4 separate regions of the Mus musculus genome follow, and regions 1, 2 and 3 are each linked to region 4. A link is a contact called in public Hi-C data. All regions are on one chromosome and are shown on one strand. The core of a region is the stretch at or near the end of the contact, and the rest is flanking DNA. Distances in the headings are between cores, read along the strand shown.

Region 1 (2,782 bases), core at 66-2,565, 200 kb before region 4:
TGATGGTAATGTGCTTTTTTTTTTTTTAAGATTTGTTTGTTTGTTTATTTATTTATTTATTTTGGCTTTTCGAGACAGGGTTTCTCTGTGTAGCCCTGGCTGTCCTGGAACTCACTCTGTAGACCAGGCTGGCCTCGAACTCAGAAATCCTCCTGCCTCTACCTCCCGAGTGCTGGGATTAAAGGCGTGTGCCACCACGCCCGGCTGGTAATGTGCTTTTTAAAGAAGGTAATTACAAATGAATCCAAACAAGGCTGCATTTGCGTTTTGGGTTTGGAATGAAGTGTTGTCTTACACTAAGGGGATCAATTGATTTACCATTCAACCAGGGCACATTTATGTGTGTGTGTGTGTGTGTGTGTGTGTGTCCTCACTGATAATCACTGCAGTATACTAATTATAAACTGGAACAGCTGAATCCTGGACAAACCTTTACACACAGTTACACACTTATGGAGCGCAAGGTCACTTCTGATATTTCTTAAAGTAGACAGCAGTATAGGGTGTTTAAAAGAGGCCCTGAGTTTGTTTGTTCACTGTTGATCACACTGTTTCATGGGCTCCGTTTTCCATTCCTTCTAAACCCCAGCTGTTCGATATCAGAGCTATTCCTCTGTTTGCATGAGGAGAGATGAAGCCCCAGAGAACTCAATGATTAAGCAAAGGAACAGAGCTGCAATTCAGAGGCACCTGTGCTAATCTGTTAGGGGGGAAGATATCAGTTGAAAACTTTTCTCATGGCCTAGCCTATCCTCAGTGGTGCTAGAGATGGATCCTGTTACTTCTCATCTGGAGATGGATGCCACACCACATTATCATTTAAACTCATCCAGTATGATGATGAGAAGTTGGGAGTTATAGCCCAGAGGTATGCAGTAGGTTCTCTGAGACCTCAATCATGGGAGTATTTAATGTTTTTTTGTCCTATTCTATAGTCTATGTGAAACTGCCTTTTGTAGCTTCTGGCACCAAAAATCTATGTGGCTGCCGTAATAACTCGTGACCTTATTATCTAAAAGAAGGCTATCTTGAGATTATTAAGTAAAAATATGGCCCTTTCAGGGATGCCCTAGAATTGCAATCCTACTGTAAGGAAGTACTTTGCTCATTGAAAATGATTGGAAGAAGCAGTGTGTGTGGAAATCTCTTGCCAGTGTCTGCAAGGACAAAGGCTGTTCTTTTAGACCCATCAGCATCACTCGTGGGGGTCATTGCTTGAAATCCCACACTGGCCCCTCCCTGGGAGTCTCAGATCAGTGAGAATTTGTGTTTCAGCAGTTTTCCAGGCGCTGTTGCAGCTGCTGGTCCAGGGAGCACACTTTGAGAGCTAGTGGCTTAGCTTAAGCTGCAGGGGGAGGTAATAGAACAAAACAGCTGACATCTAAAGTGTGTCCCTGCTCAAGCAAATACAGGAAAAGTTCACGGGGTGAGACCCGAAATGCCCATCCACAATGTTCCTAGGAGTCTACTTTAAAGCGTGAGCCATCAGCAAGCCTTTTCCTTGAAGGGCCAGAGAAAGCGTTTCTTTTCAGCTCTGCCAGAGGATTGTGATCGTGGCACAGAACCATCGGGAGATATTTTATTCACAACAACAAATGTTGCAGTAAATCTTTGTTTACAAAAATAGATATGATGGATTTGACTCCTGGGCTACAGTTTGTGCACCTTTGGGCCTAGATAATGTTCTAAGGGAATTTGTAGAAGGGAAATCCTGTTAGTTCATTTATCCCGAGTATGCAATGGTAAATGACTAAGTTGGAAACACGCGTGCGTATAAACGGAGCGCTGTTGCACATTGAGCTGTACTGGTGGCACGCTGCTTTTGTTGGCAGATGAACTCCCTAGCAAGTCAAGCCCAGGACCTAGCTACTAGGGACTGTATAGGAAACTCGCAATGGGAGTTTCACTAGTGAAAACGTCTCATTTATACCCATGTTTTCTACTTTGGTAGTTTGCTTGTAAGTAAAGAATCGACTTACTAATGTAAGCTCAAAAGCTTTTTACAGTGATAGAAAACTAACTAGCACAGGGTTGGGGGAGGGTGCGGGACTAATATTTATAGCAAGTTTGAACTGAAAACATGATATGAAGGGAGGTTAGAGTCTATTTGATAGTGTCATTAGGCGACATTTCCTATGTATCTAAGTTTATGAACAACAACGTCTAGTGAAATAGTTCTTAGTGTTTGACCAATGGGAACATATAAATCAACAGGGCAAAACACATGCTGTTGTGTTTCAACAGGCCAGGGTCTGAGGCTGGAAAGCAAGGTGCAGGGAACGGCTGCCTAGACTTCACGCAGGCATGCTGTGCTCAGTTGTGGCTTGCTTCCCAGCCTCCCCCAGGATTTCATAACAATTCCTAATGTGCAGCACAGACGGTGCACACTTCCTGTGCTCTCCCTCTGGGTAGACGAGATGCTGCTAATGAGGCAGGGCTCAGCTCGGATTTGTTTGATGACCAGGAAAGCTGACGCTTCAATCTTCACCCGCCCTGATTTGGCAAAGGCACACACCTATTCTTTTTTTTTTTTTTTTTTTTTTTCCACTCTGCGTCTTTCCAGCAGGAATTGCCCACACGTCCCCACGTGGACCCAGAGATGCCAAGGCTTGTTAGGGTCGAGCATTCCCCTGCCTGCGTTTGGGGACTGGAGTGTTTGCCTTCTGGGCTGCGGCATGTAGACCTTTGCTGAGTTTGGAAACCTGGCTTCCAGTGTGGAACAGGGACAGCCTGTTTGTTGAGGGTGCCAAAAGAGAAAGGAAAAATCTGCTGCTTGCCTATT
Region 2 (3,120 bases), core at 474-2,973, 200 kb after region 4:
GCAGTCAGATCCAGTGGGAAGGTGCCCACCTTTTCACCGTGCCCCTTCTTTCTTCCTGTTCTGCATTTAAATTCCTATATCCACTTCCTGTGCCTGTGCTATGATGAGCTCACTCTGCAACTCCTCTTACCACCCTTGCCTATCAGTGGGGTCACTGTAGACGTGGGTTTCCTTCCGTGAGCTCATATTTGATGTCTATACTCCCTGCATCCTTATCCAAAAGTAACCAACTCCAAGCTCCGGACTCTACAAACAAATATGAAACGCCACGCGTAGCTAGGACAGGACTAGCCAGGCCACTCCTTTTACACTCCTGCTTCACTAGTCAGTAGTGTGAATTGTTCTGTTCTAAATAGCATAGGGTAAGATAAGAGGAAGTAGAATAAATCTTATACCCTTTAGAAACTTTAGTTTCAACTGACATATAAACCATGAAGGTCTATATATGGGTGGGGTATTATTGTGTATTATTTTGATGTGTGAACACATGTCACAATATCTAAATCAGGTTAAACTTTAAATATTGCTTTAAATATTTGTGATTTTTATGGTAAAACCTACAAAACCTCTTCAGATTTTTGAAATGTCTAATCTATCCATTTCCACCTACAGTCACCCTCTGTGCAGCAGAAGACCAGGGTCTGTTACCCTGACTGCAACTTGCTGACAGTTGGCTAGCTTTCCCCGTCCCTCCTGACCTTCCACTAAGATTCAGGAGAATGGCCATGTTTTGCCAAAGACTGAATTTCACTGTTCATTTTGTAAATGAACTTCACTTATAGCCCAAAGCACACTTTTTCTCTCTGGATACAATTTGACAATTAAAGTTTCAATATCAAATATTCATTTTCTAGGAAACAGTGGTTTTAAATATATGTAGATACTGTCAGCCACTCAGTTCTTGGTATAGGTAGTTGATGCAAAATTAAAAGGCATACTAGGGTGGGAAGGACTCAGGTTTTAATTTTCAAAGGTGTCATCTACATCAAAAAAAAAAAAACTTGCATCCATCCTTCCACAGGGAAGAGCTTTGATCAATTTAGAAAGTTATACAAATTCCAGGGAACTCTAGAGAACTGCAGTCTTCCAAATTAAATTGAACACAGAAGTCGATGTGAAAAAAATGTGCTTTAAATCTTTGTTAAATGAATCGTAGGTGTTGTTGTTACCATCAGAAATTCTTACAGAGTTTGGGAAAAATGCCAAAGTTTCAAAAACTCTAAAAGACAAAAATTTAGCTGGGCCTTTAAAAATATCACCCCAGGCTGCAGATTTCTCTGCAGCGGAGCGAACGTCTTTTTCTTTAATTCGGGCTGAATGAAATCCCGCTGACCCACTTTTAGATTCACCAGAAAGAAGGTAGCTGCATTGCCGCTGTCCTTTTCTCTTTAATTTTTTATATTACTAATCGGTTGCTACGGCACCAACTGCCCCCAGCTCAGACTGAGTGGTTTACGGCTACAATATATACTTATTATCGCACAATCCCTACTACAGGTCAGGAAGACTAGGCAGCATGACTGGGCGGGGTGTCACTCAAGGTGTGTACTGAGGATGGATCCAGGGTCCTGCGGAGCTGGGGCACTTAGAGGTTGCTCATGAGCGTGCCCACCTGACACGGTCTGCGTTCTTTATAACATTCGAACCTCTATATGAGGCTACAATGTCCTTACAGTGGGGCAGCTGGCTTTCTTCAGAGGCAGTGAGCCATGACAAAACAAGGCAATGCCACAGTGTTTTACGTGACTCAGCCTTGGCAGTCACCTCATTTCCAATCAGTTACAGAGAGGAATACAATTCAGCGTGTGAGGGAGCCATATAAGAGCGGCGGGTGGTGGGGTGGGGGTGCAACAAGATGCACAAACCACTGCTAAAGCTGTCAGGCTAGTGCTGCATACTACACTGGAAGATTCTAAATACCCACATATATTCTTCCCTGACTGCTAGAACAAAGCACTAAAATGGGGCAGGGGAGGCTTAGCGCTTAGACAACAGGACCCGGACCTTACCCCCACCCCACGAGGATTTCATGGTTCTGAACTCTACAAATTCAAGATGAAGCGCTGGCAATGTTAGTTTCTTCTGCAGCCTCTCTTTTGCTTGCTGTGTTTCTTTTCTTCCTGCCTTCACCAGGTCGTTCTTGTATTCCTGTCCGAGTCTTAACCTCCTCCCGATGAGAAAACCTGACACACTAGGGCTTCTCTTAATGTCATTTTAGCTTTGTTCTTGTAAGACTTCATCTCCTATATAGACACATTCCAGGATGCTAAAAGCAATGTGTTCAATGTGTGAGTTTTAAGGACGCACACTTCAAGGCATAGCAGTCTACTTTCCCTCACAGTACGCGTCTTCCATCCTGAGATCTGTAAAACCAAATATTCAGGCTCCTATTTAGATACCCCACATTTTTCCATAAATACTCATCTAATTGGCCATAATAGTGCATAGTTGTAATCCTGGCACTTGGGAAGTGGAGGCAGAAAGACTGGTCCAAGGCTAGCCTTGGCTACAAAAGGATTTTGAAGCCAGCCTGAGCTACATGAGACCTTGCCCCCACCCAAAAAAATCAAACTAACTAAAATAAAACAAACAAACCCTAATAGTAAATAAGCAACTGCCTCAAAGCTATCTATATATAGCTATAGATAGATAGATAGATAGATAGATAGATAGATAGATAGATAGATAGATAGATAGATGATAGCAAGCATAAGGTTTCAGCACAAACTATGTTTTTCTGTATGTGATCTTGCCCCTTGTGTGAAGCCCAATGTAATTCCACGCTGCCTGATCCCCACTCCACTCCAGCCTACATCTTTGTCCTTAATGTCACAGTCTGGTCATCATGCAAGACCCTGGCCCTGGCCCTTTTCTTTGTAGATAGTTTGAGGTACTACTGCAAGATGACTCTGACTCTCTTAAAAATCACCTCGCATCAAAGACCTTCCTGTCCATCATTCTATCAGGACCTCCCCCCTCTGCCCACTTCTTCTTTGTACCGTCCCTGTGGTTTGTCATGGTACAGTCTAAGCTAGTGCTTGAGTCCTAAATTATATTATGAGACCCATTACTTGTTTTTTGCAGCACATACCATAATGTCACAGTGTATCTATATGTGAT
Region 3 (3,116 bases), core at 587-3,086, 250 kb before region 4:
ATATGATGTTGTCACCCAGTGTGGTGCTTGGGAACTTATTTAACGTGTCACCCTCATGAATGGGATTAGTATCCTCAAAAACATGGTCTGAAGAAGCTTGCTTGCTCTTTCCGTCTTCTGGAGGCTCATCAAAAAGCCACCATTTACGAAAAATTCCCTACCAGATGCCCAGTCTTTTGGTACCTTGTTCCAAAACTTACTGCCTCCCAGAACGTTGGGCAATAAACTTTGTTTATAAGCTACTTACTCCGTTGCAGTCCAAATTGACTAAGATTGGACAGTGGCCCAATCTTTTAAACTGATACAGTTAAAAAGGTCCAGGGACTTTTGACCGATAAAGTTTAAGAAAAAAATTGGTTCATTTTCGTTCCTGTCCACCCTAATTCGATAAACTGGATAAATGCCCCTAATTGCCATTCCTGTGTTTATTGATTTTAGAATCATTGTTACAAATGAGAACCTGCTATAAGGGAGTAAGTAGCAAAACCACGCTCCCATCTCACAGCAGCCAGGAGGTCCATCACAGAGTCTCTCAAATACTCAGAAAATTACAACGTTAAATCAATTTTTATCACAAACTATAATTAAAAGAGATTTCTATTCTGTTTTTAAGGTTCAAGTCATCAGGTCTTCAGTAAAGTCCCAACGTAGAACTGAAAGCCAAAATAAACCCAGACAGTGACTACATTGTTCTCAGACCTTTGGGAAAGGAGTAAGAAATAAGAGTGATGTAATTACTGCAACTCTTGAGGCTTTTACACAAAATCATGTGATGAGGTAGAACTGCAGATTGCTCTAGATTTTGAGATAGGAATACAATTTCAGATCCCCTCCTCTACCCCACAATAACTCTTAATCAAGTAGTATTGGGAAGCTATCTTGGACAAAGCAATAAATGAGTTTGGAGTTAGTAGTCTTTTATTTAATTTTTATCTTCCAACATAATTCTGAAATCACATTTTGCCTTGATGGGAAAGTCTAGTGTATGAATCCTTTGTTTGAGAGAAATGTAACGAACAATAGACTTATATAAAATAATGGCTCAATGGGTCATTATTAAAATCAACTTCACGTGCTCAATCTCCTACCCCTGAGGTCAGGTAGCTCATTTAAAATACCTGCTATTTAATCCAGTTTATCGGAAAGACTAGTAGAGAGAATTGTGGGAGGGACTCAATGTGAGCTATGATGTAGAACAGCTCCCACCATGAGCAGCTTAGGCACAGGTTCCAAGGCAACTGCAATCTATTCCCTGTACTTCCCTGTTGAAGTTGTACTAAAGAGTTAGGAAATGTCACAACTGGGTGCTCTCCATTGCATACGATTTGAACAAGTGGCAATGGCAGCAGAAAGAATAGTTTGTTTTGATCAAGTGAACTAGGATCTTGGGAAGCCTGAATTACTCGATGGGAGAGAAGGGTGGTGAAGAATCCTGCGTGAACTATGCAGCACTACGCATCATGCCCAGCTGCATCCAGAATACAAAGCTAGATTAGTTTGGAGACAGTGACGCCACCCAAGCAAGGGGGTGATAGAATCTGAACTGGGCTCCTAATTGTGAAGCCAGGAGCAGTGTGCAGAAAGCTTAAAGGAGGAGAAAAAGGGTCTCCTTCCCAAGATCGGGGAAAAACAATCCCTATAGTTCTAGTAAAGGAAAGTGAGAATGGGGGCTGCTGGAATCACAGCAAAGGAGCCAAACACCGGAGACAACATCAAAAGGATGCCAAGACAGCTTGGCAGTGATTCTGCGCGTGGTGGCAGTGTAGGGAGAGGAAAAGGGAGGAGCTAAGGCTCACAGGACTGAGGAAATGATGTGAGAACTGGAGGGCAGAGGTGTGGGAGGTGTGGGAGGCAGGGAGTTGTGGAGGTGCAGGAGTGGGAGGCATTGGAGGGAGTTGGAGAGACTGTTGTTTCTAGACATTTAAATTTAAAGTAACAATGGGAAACCAAGCAAGGCCTCCGAGGCAAGTTTCAATTATGCTCGTGGAGATGGGAGAAAAGAGAGGTTAAGGCCAGAAATACAGTTTTGTGACTAACATCCAAACAGGTCATTGTTGAATCCAGCAAGAAGTGTGTGTTGCTACCAAGAAAAGGGGGCACTCTGCTGAAATACTCAAAGGTGAAAGTGTCTTGTAGATGGAATAAAATGCAAATAGTTTATGTAGGTCAGAGAGCTCAGAGCACATGTAAATAGGCTAGGCTTACCGTATTAGCTCTATCTAAGTGATATTAAACACAAAGGCCATACACCCTGAGAAACACAACTAGCGGTAAGGTATAGAAAGACTGGAAATGAAGGAAAGGGCACAGAAGCTTTTGTTTCCAGGAAAGTATGATTGAGAGAAGCTGATGTAATTGTATTAATGCCAGATGAGCTGAAAAGTGAGGCAGAGACATTGTCAGGAACAAATAAGGTTGATGAATCATGGCAGACAGCGATTCACTAGGAAATAGGGCCAAGTATAAAATCTTATGACTGTAGGAACACAATCTCAAAACACATAAAGGAGAAATTTGATGGAATTTCAAGGAGAAATTGATGCAATCTCCCATGGTAGAAGATTTTTAAATTCTCTTAAAAATGACACAAAGGAAAAATACCAAAAACTGCACATGGTGCGGCTCCAAGAAGGGAAGGAGGAGAGGAAATAGAAGTTTGAGAATGAGAAGAAAATAATGCCATTGAAGGCTGTATGTGGGTGCCTTACTTCTAAGAAATAAGAAGAGAAGAAAATAATGCCATTGAAGAATTGGCAAAGTGAAAAGATGGAACCCACAGATAGAGTAACAAAAAGGGTTATTGAAAAAACAAAACAAAACAAAACAAAACAAAACAAAGCAAGCACCCTTCCTATGGCAATATCACAGAAGAAGCATGATAAGAAGGGATGTGTGGCATTGCTGGGAGAAACATTTGATAGAGAACTCCCCACTCTGATACCAGATCAAAAGGAAGAAATGTAGATCAGGATATTTTGCTATCCTGCTGGGATGGAGGGGAAACAAGTGGATAAGTGTATTGGCGTTGCTTTCTCTCAAGGGCAGGTCTCTGTTGAATCTGAGGCAGTGGAGTCCTCCATGCACTTGCTGTTCCTCCTTAGTACTATGTATGCATG
Region 4 (2,756 bases), core at 154-2,653:
CTACACAGAGAAACCCTATCTTGAAAAACAAACAAACAAACAAACAAAAAACAAAAACAAAAACAAACCAAAAGACAAAAACAAACAAACAAAAAAACCCTCAAAAAACCAAAAAACCAAAACCACTTCAATGACCTAAAAATTCTCTGCTCTGCCCTTTCCTTCCTTCCTGCTGTCTCCCAGTTTGAGTTTGTTCCTTCTGCAGCTTCTGACTGTTCACTTTCCTATATGGATACGTTACATACCATTGAACCTAAGATTCTAGCACTTGGGAACACACATTGTACTATTATAGTTTCAAGTTTCTAGACCTGACCACTTTACCTTTGAAAGCAATACTTTTCCTTTTCTTCCTAGTCAACCCGGGCAAGTTTGCTCAGTACGACCACCGTTTCCATTCTTGCTGTGGTTTGCATCACACCCTTTTGAGGCAGCCACCATCTCCCTTAGGCTTCTGGTCCCATTCAAACTCCCTTCGAGATGGTCTTTCCATTTTCTTTTAATGATAGCTTCCTTTCCGGGATGGGTTACACAGGGAAGACACTCAGGCAAGATGAGAAAGAGAACATGCCCACCCCAGCAGAACCTCTCTAGAGATCAAGAATTAGGAAAGCGGAGACCTGGTAATTGGCTATCCATCACACCTGAAGTACTATGCAGGTGTGCTGTCCCTTGAATTAATTGTTCCAAGCTGTTGAATATTGTCTCTGGACACCAACTTTCCCTTTCTAAATCCTCCAGGCAATCAATAGCTCATTTCAGATTGTAGCATTCTAAGACTTTAGCAGTACAGGGCACTTTTTTTTTTTTTTTTTTTTTTGAAAATGATCAGAAATGACAGGCAGTAATAGTATTGCCCTGGGTGCCTGGGTGAATCTATGCTTCTCAAATATAAAAGAGTAAAGGGCTCAGTAGGAAACCTGAGGGGGAAGCTAAAGACTGGAAACCCCGTGCAATTAGCTCTCCAAGAAGGAGGCTTCTGGAGAACACTTGGCTGCCACAAGTCATATCATGGGTTCGGTTCGGTGTGCTTTAATTGCCCGTTATTTTCAGCATGGTGGCATTTTAAGGCTTTTTTGTTCCCTAACAGAAGATTGGTTAAATACAGCCATTGACTCATGTGTTGATCCAGGGCTATTTTTACCCTTCGGCACCTTGCATTGTCATTTCAGAAGGTGCAACAGTTTCTGGGCAGTCCTCCCACAGACATCTAATCTATCCACGTGGGGAGCACGGGAGCACGTGGACCTCCTAGCAAGATGCCCCAGCAGGAGTCCCTGTGGGCTGGGGAAAAACTGCAGCATGCAGGGCATTTTCAAAGTCAGAGCCCTCTGTAGAGAGACGGGGGCTTTGTGCCAAGACCTTTTCATATACTGAAAGCCCGATGTTTCAGATCTCATTTATCCCAAGAAAGCTGTCAGGAATGGCCCCTGCAGAGAGAGCTGACCCAAATTGTGACTTCTTTCAGGCCAGGGAGGCCCCTCCAGGACAAACAGGAAGCCATCACTCAGCATAATGTATTCCCACTGGGAACAAGCAAACAGCCTTCTGTTCAAAGCAAGGCTCCCAAGCCCCGGAAGTTGGTTTTGGCTCAATGTGACCCTAAAATCAAGTCAGACGGAATGAGTTTATTAATTCAGAGCCTGAAGATTTGGCTGGGCTGAATATTCAGGCTGAAATGTTGAATTCCACCTCAGTTTAGTCATTCTTTTTGTTTGTTTGTTTGTTTGTTTGTTGTTGTTTTTTCGTTAGCCATTTTGAAGGACTACTAAGATTTGGAAAGAAAATACCAATGTTGGGTTCAGGTTCATCCCCAGATATAAAAGTAATTCCCCCAGCATATGGTTTCGAGTGAAAGATACGTTTTAAAGCATGTACACACAGCAGAATGAAATTTTTTCTTACTTTTATTGGGATCTAGAGAAATTCAGATTTTTTCTTTGTAATTTATTTGCCTCTCCTTTGTCGGTTAGCACCCCAAATGTGTCTAGCCTGATTACCTTTGGAGCCAATTAAACAGGGTTTGCTATTTAAATAAGAATCACCGACAGACAGACAGGGAACAGCTCCAGACTTTGAATTCATTAAGATGTTTCGATGCTTGTAGCTGTTACAAGAAGCCAGCAACGCAATGCGCATCTGCTTTCTAGTCAGCAGGGTCACCTCAGTCTGAGAGGTGACATGTGGTAGTTTTGCTATTTTTTTTTCCATTAGTGTTCACAGAATAAACATATTCTCAGAATCAAATAAGTGGCTCTGTCCTCCAACCCATCGTTCTTGGCAGGTCTGTAGACGGAACGGATAATACGATGCAGTTGCTTCTATAAGCAGTGGCAGCTCGAGAACAGTCAAATACCCTTCTTTATTGAAAAGACTTCAAGGGATTCAGAATACAAACAGGGTCATTTTCAAATATCAAGGGTCAGATTTCCTCAATTCTAGCTAACGGCTTTGCATTGATTGTATCAGGTGTCGGGTTGGTGTAGAAGAGGCTTAAACGGTGTTACGTGGGAGGGTGCCCGAGTGGATTCTGTTTACAAGTACTTCTAGAATCCAAAGCCATTGTCAGAGTTCTCTAGTCTTGAGGACAAGAGTCCGGGCTAGGCTAAGTGATGTGGACTGGGAACCCTAGGACCTACTCAGAAGGTAGGGCTGTGCACAACGTCTGGGCTGTGTATATAACCAATTCGGCAATCATGTGCCTTCTGATTGAGTGTAGGAATGCTGGGTAGCTAATAGAGAATAGAAGTAAAGAA

What was found. A called contact is a pair of places that touch in the nucleus more often than the background predicts.
Region 1: a Hi-C map of cerebellum shows a contact between it and region 4, with 2.7 times the contacts expected there. A contact is called at or near these places in 1 of 39 promoter capture datasets (liver), 7 of 484 Hi-C or Micro-C datasets (brain, cerebellar granule neurons, cerebellum and 3 more) and 1 of 9 other capture datasets (embryonic stem cells).
Region 2: a contact with region 4 is called in a Hi-C map of cerebral cortex, with 2.6 times the contacts expected there. A contact is called at or near these places in 27 of 484 Hi-C or Micro-C datasets (the AML12 cell line, the AtT-20 cell line, the G1E-ER4 cell line and 16 more), 1 of 130 datasets of targeted methods (fibro-adipogenic progenitors) and 1 of 9 other capture datasets (embryonic stem cells).
Region 3: a contact with region 4 is called in a Hi-C map of cerebral cortex, with 2.6 times the contacts expected there. A contact is called at or near these places in 3 of 484 Hi-C or Micro-C datasets (the G1E-ER4 cell line, cerebral cortex and liver) and 1 of 130 datasets of targeted methods (PVALB interneurons).

What each region holds. Positions count from the first base shown.
Region 1 is chr19:22,753,299-22,756,080 of GRCm38.p6, reverse strand. All of the region lies in intron 6 of Trpm3 (transient receptor potential cation channel, subfamily M, member 3), which reads right to left. Among named protein-coding and RNA genes, the nearest start is that of Mir204, 4.1 kb to the right of the region's middle.
Region 2 is chr19:22,352,819-22,355,938 of GRCm38.p6, reverse strand. It overlaps a transcript of Trpm3 not described here. Among named protein-coding and RNA genes, the nearest start is that of Trpm3, 94 kb to the left of the region's middle.
Region 3 is chr19:22,799,336-22,802,451 of GRCm38.p6, reverse strand. The region is part of intron 8 of Trpm3 (transient receptor potential cation channel, subfamily M, member 3); the gene reads right to left. Among named protein-coding and RNA genes, the nearest start is that of Mir204, 50 kb to the right of the region's middle.
Region 4 is chr19:22,553,263-22,556,018 of GRCm38.p6, reverse strand. The region is part of intron 1 of Trpm3 (transient receptor potential cation channel, subfamily M, member 3); the gene reads right to left. Among named protein-coding and RNA genes, the nearest start is that of Gm33649, 79 kb to the right of the region's middle.